Linked DNA regions of Pan troglodytes: region 2 is linked to region 1. The links are chromatin contacts, called in public Hi-C maps. All regions are on one chromosome and are shown on one strand. Each heading gives the region's core, a stretch centred on a gene start, on an enhancer-like site or on the middle of the called end of the contact. The rest is flanking DNA. Distances are from core to core; before and after follow the strand shown. Region 1 has its middle 19 kb from the start of TH. Region 2 holds the start of CDKN1C (cyclin dependent kinase inhibitor 1C).

Evidence for each region. A called contact is a pair of places that touch in the nucleus more often than the background predicts.
Region 2: a contact with region 1 is called in a Hi-C map of stem cell-derived neural progenitor cells, with 4 times the contacts expected there. The contact joins the promoter of CDKN1C here to the enhancer-like site in region 1. A contact is called at or near these places in 1 of 7 Hi-C or Micro-C datasets (stem cell-derived neural progenitor cells) and 1 of 1 datasets of contacts at active chromatin or transcription factors (stem cell-derived excitatory neurons).

Annotation. Positions count from the first base shown.
Region 1 is chr9:6,456,726-6,459,425 of NHGRI_mPanTro3-v2.0_pri, forward strand. No RefSeq gene overlaps it. Among named protein-coding and RNA genes, the nearest start is that of TH, 19 kb to the left of the region's middle. Within about 2 kb of position 1,421, at least 6 of the 24 cell types and tissues checked have an H3K27ac peak or open chromatin away from gene starts, as enhancers often do. A contact at or near this core is called in stem cell-derived neural progenitor cells, where this site is marked.
Region 2 is chr9:7,143,223-7,145,922 of NHGRI_mPanTro3-v2.0_pri, forward strand. CDKN1C (cyclin dependent kinase inhibitor 1C) reads right to left here and starts at 1,281. Exons shown (of 4, transcript XM_063783719.1): 1 at 1,095-1,281; 2 at 149-927. The coding sequence starts at 917.

The DNA.
Region 1 (2,700 bases), core at 171-2,670:
ATTACAGGCATGAGCCACCGCGCCCGGCCCAGGAAGGACATTCTTACATCCGCTACGCCGTGGATGAACCTCGAGAACCTTACAATCAGGGAGAGGAGCCAGTCACAACAGGACAAATGCTGCCCGAGTCCACTCCCACGTGGTCCCTAAAGACGTCAAATCTGTGGGGATGGAGAGGAGAATGGGGCTGCGGGGGGCTGGCGGAGGGGATGGGGCGTGAGTGTTTCAGGGGACAGAGTTCGGTTTGGGAAGATGACAGAGTTCTGGAGATGACGGTGGTGATGGCTGCCCGGCAACGTGAACGTGCTTAATGCTGCCGAACTGTGCACTGGAAGTGGTTCAGATGAGAAGTTTTGTGTTATGTGTATTTGACCACAAAAAACTGGAAAAAGTATAACACAAATAAAGGGAGAAAAGCATGTTGACAAAGAGACCCCAGAACGAACTCTTCTGCTGAATGAGGGGCTGCCTCACGTGTTTTTCTTTGCCAGCCTGGAGTTTCCACCCGCAGTCAGTGTGCACAGAGGGCTGGGCTGGAGGCAGAGACCGGCCGGGTCAGTGGCAAGGCTGTCTCTCAGCAACCCTGGGGCAGAGCAAGCAGCTCCTCCCGGGAGGCCAGGGGGGCACTGGACACAGGCCCACTCAGGGGCCGGGCAGCTGGTGGGCACACCCCGTGGGTGCTGGGAGTGCACAGCCACTGAGGCAGCACCTCAGGGAGCCCTGGGGCGTGTCCCCTCTGGGTCTACACAGCACTAAGGCCGCCCCTGGGGCATAAGGTCGGCAGCCTGCCTCCCACGGCACTGCGCTGCCTGTGCCCTCCTCATGGGCAGAGTGGGCATCCAGAGCCTGGCAGGACCCCTTCTGGCTTGTTGTCCACAAGTCCCCAGTTACACAGCCCAGGCCGGCTTCTGAGGGGCACGGTGATAGAGCCCCTCCCCGCCCTCTGCAGGAAGCCGGGAAAGAAGGGTGGACCCTTCCCATTCCAGGCTGCTCCCGCCCCACAGGGAGGGCCGTGTTGGCAGTGAAGCCTGAGGCTCAGGGTCCAGGCAGAAAGCGCTGGTTCCTCCAGACCGCCAAGCGCGGTTGCTATTTATTTCTTCTCCATTAAAAGCCTCGGGACCATTTATTGATTTCTTGCTAAGATGTGTTATCGTCCATGATACAGCAAAGTGAACAAAACTGGAGAAAACAGGGGCAGAGGCGAAGGCGAACGCACGCGTGGCGGCCCTGCTAACGGGGCTCTGAGCATCTTGTTTCGCTGTCACCGCAGGAGGCCTTGCTGCCATCATCCCGCTGCGTGTCAGAAACCTTTTCCATGGCGTCTGTATCAATCCGCTTTTAACAAGGAAGAAGGAAGGGCCCGAGCCCGTGCCAGCTGCCTCGGGGTGAGGGCTGCCTGCCCCTGGGCCTTCGGCTGAGTAGGTTTGGAAAGCACTCCCTTTGTCTAATTACGCCTGATCCGGTATCCAGGGAAACAGCTGCATCTTAATCCTCAGGGCAGGACATTAGTTTGTCTTTTATCTGTCCACAATCGGCACCGGGGCCACGTGGAGCCAAATTGTGTTGACTTCTTGCACGCACGCGGAGGCTAATTGCAGGGACACGGAAAGCCAGAGACCCCTGAGAGTGGAGCAGCCTCCCAGTGTGCAGGGGGCAGAGCCGGGGGCTGCCCATGCTGAGCAAGCCCTGGGCACCTGCCTGGCAGGAAGGTCGGGGTGGAGGAAGCGGATGCAGGTGGCTGAGATTGCAGAGGGAGAAAGCAAAGGAGGAAGGAGAGAGAGGGAAGGAGGAGGATGAGGGAGGGGAAGGAGGAGGCCCTGAGGCTGTCTCAGGGAGGGGCCTGGGGCCTAGGACTCTGCGGAGGAGGAACAGAACTGTTCCCCAGTCCCCTTTGTCTGTTGACTTTGTCACCAGGCACATGCTAACCTTTCGGTGGACGAGGGTGTTGGTGACTTCAATTTGTTATTGAGGAAGCACAGATTTTTGTTTTCGTTTTGAGACAGGGTCTCTCTCTGTCACCCAGGCTGGAGTGCAGTGGCAGGATCATGGCTCACTGCAATCTCCATGGCCTCAATCAATCCTCCGACCTCAGCCTCCTGAGTAGCTGGGACTACAGGTACACGCCACCATGCCCTGCTAATTTGAAAACAATTTTTTGTAGAGACGGGGTTTCACTGTGTTGCCCAAGCTAGTCTCAAACTCCTGGGCTTAAGCGATGCCCCTGCCTTGACAACCCAAAGCATTGGGATTACAGGCTTGAGCCACCACACCTGGCCTGAAACCACAGTTTTTTAACTGAAAAAATAGGTATATATATATTTACGATTAAAAGAGTAACCCCACGCTCACTAGAAAAATGCAAAAGATACAGAAATGCATAAAGAAACCAAATGGCCTCAGAACTCCTAAAGCAAACACACGGACTAGGTAAAGTCCCCTGGGGAATAATCTGTGACCCCTCCTCCCCGAGCCTGGATAAATCAGGTGCCCTGTGTGGACACACCATGGGACACGAGATTCAAAGTGGTGGCTATGTCCGGGGAAGGAGGGAAGGAGGGAGGGAAGCACAGGGAGCCAGGGGCGTGGGCAGGGCTGGTTTCTTGTTCTTTAAATCGAGGTGCACGTGAGGCTAAGTCCAGGTTTGACAGAGCTGGGCGGTGGCCACTCCATGGTGCTGGTGATGACTATCTTTGTGAACCG
Region 2 (2,700 bases), core at 31-2,530, 690 kb after region 1:
AAGGGCGCAGCCGCGCCCTGAGCGCTGCGGGCCCTTTAATGCCACGGGAGGAGGCGGGAACCCAGCGAGGCCCCCGAGGGCTGGGGGAACCGGCCGGCCGGACAAAGCGGGGCCGGGCCGGGCCGGGGCGGGGCCGTGCGGGGCTCACCGGAGATCAGAGGCCCGGACAGCTTCTTGATCGCCGCGCCGTTGGCGCTGGCGGCCGCGGTGCCGGCCGCGGGACGTCCCGAAATCCCCGAGTGCAGCTGGTCAGCGAGAGGCTCCTGGCCGCGCTGCCCCTGGTTCGCGCCCTGCTCGGCGCTCTCTTGAGGCGCCGCGTCCGGGGCCGGGGCCGGGGCGGGGGCCGGGGCCGGGGCCGGGGCCGGGGCTGGGGCCGGGGCCGCGACTGGAGCCGGGGCCGGAGCCGGAGCCGGGGCCGGGGCCGGGGCCAGGACCGCGACCGCGACCGGAGCCGCGACCGGAGCCAGAGCCGGGGCCGGGGCTGGAGCCAGGACCGGGGCTGGGGGCGGGGTGGACGCCGGGGCCGGGACCGGGACACTAGGCAGCTGCTCCGGCGCCTCCTCGAGGCCGTCGAGGGACTCAGCGGCCGGCTCGAGGGGCGGGCTGACAGCCACCGCGACCGCGACGGGCCGCGGCGCCAGCAGCAGGCGGCAGCGCCCCACCTGCACCGTCTCGCGGTAGAACGCGGGCACCGAGTCGCTGTCCACTTCGGTCCACTGCAGGCGTCCAGGGCCCCGCAGCGGCATGTCCTGCTGGAAGTCGTAATCCCAGCGGTTCTGGTCCTCGGCGTTCAGCTCGGCCAGGCGGGCCTGCAGCTCGCGGCTCAGCTCCTCGTGGTCCACCGGCCCGAAGAGGCTGCGGCAGGCGCTGGTGCGCACAAGTACTGGGAAGGTCCCACGGGCGACAAGACGCTCCATCGTGGATGTGCTGCGGAGGGACGCGTCGGACATGGCCCGGGGCTGCGCAAACGCGGGCAGCGAGAGAGGAGAGGACAGCGAGAAGAAGGGGAAAGGAGAGGAGGAGAGGGCGGAGGCCGGGCGCAAGGGAGACCCCGCGCCGCCCGACTCTGCGTGTGCGAGGGACGCGGCGGCTACCTGGCTGTCCGGTGGTGGACTCTTCTGCGTCGGGTTCGCCTGTCTCGTCCGGACGGCAGCCGCGCCCCCTCGATGCCTGCTGGCTAGCTCGCTCGCTCGGGCCTGGCCGGCACCCCTCGAGCACAGCGCACTTGGCCTGTGGAACGCCCAGCCCGCCTGCGCCCCCTTTATACGCGCGGGCCCCACCCCCGTGCGCGCGGGCCCGGCCGCGATTAGCATAATGTAGTATTTTCAGTTTCAACAACACCACGGCGATTGGCGGCCGCCCCGCTGCCCCGCCCCGCCGCGGCCCGGCCCCCGCGCACCGCCCATTGGCCGCGCGCACACCCACCGGGGGCGGGGCGGGGCGCGCGGCCGGGGCGCGCGGCTGATTGGCGGCCGCGGGGCGAGCGCGCTGTAGCAGGGGAAGGGGGCGGTGAGCGGGGCGGGGGCGGGAGTTAAAGGGCGCTGCGGGCGGTAACGTGACACCGCGACGCCCCGCCCCCTCGCCCCATCCCCCCTGCAACACTCCCCCACCCCCCCGGCTCCCGCCCCCCGCCGGCTCCTTTGTCTGCAGGCGGGGGCCTCAGCCCAGCGCGGCAGGGGCCGGCTCCTGGCGGGTCCGGTGTCCGGCCAGGCCCAACTCGACCCCGGCCCGGTCCGGACCCCGGCGCCCAGCTCCGTCCCGCGCTCGCCCGTGGGCCTCCTGCGCCAGCTGACGAGGCTTGGACCCGCCGCTGCCAGCTCGGCCCTGGCCTGCGCCGGATGGGGTCTTCGGCTGCCCCCGCGCGGCCTGCTGCTGCTGGGCTGGTGTCCCTTCGAGGGCTCCGCGCGCCTGGAGCCCTCACACACCTGCTGGCCCTAAGGCCCTCGAGTCGGGAGGGGGGACAGGGGTCAGCTCCACTCTTTCCCCGAGGGACCATGTGTGGGACACCTTGAGAGACTCCCACCAGCCCCCTGGAGCTGGAGTCTGAAGCCGCTATCTGCGGAGGCCCACCCTGCCCAGTAGATGGAACAGAGGCTGAGCCCATCATGTCACTGTCGGGGGTCCCAGCCCTTCTCAGCCTTGGGCCAGACCACTCCAGCCCCGGGATCTGCCTGTCCAGGCTGGCTGGAAGCTGTTGTACTGGGTAAAAGTGAAAGATCTGCCCGAGGTCATAGGGGAAGGGGCTGTGAAGGACCATGCCCCTCCCCCGCCTGCAGCCCTTCCTGGTACAGACCTTGGTCGTGCGCGCACGCACACACACACACACACACACACGCACGCACACACACGGTGCTTCACCCCAGCCAGGCCAGACCAAAAGAGACCATTATTTCCTGCTGCCTCCCTTTTGGCCCACCTACCATGAGGCAGGGAGCCCCCTCCTCAAACCAGGAGCCTCCCAGATCGGGAGGGGGACTGTCAGACACCTGTTGGAGGGTCCAGCAGCCAATGAGATCTAAGCCCCTATCTCAGGTGAGCCTGTGAGCCAGCAGAGAGACATCTGGGAGGGAGGGAAGGTGAGGTCCCCTGAACCCCAACCAGCCTGCCTTTGAGTCCCAAGACACCCCCACCCCCATGGAACGCTGTGGCAGTGTGCAGCTGCAGCTGGGGGAGCAGGGCGAGTCTTCTGGGTCTCAGGGA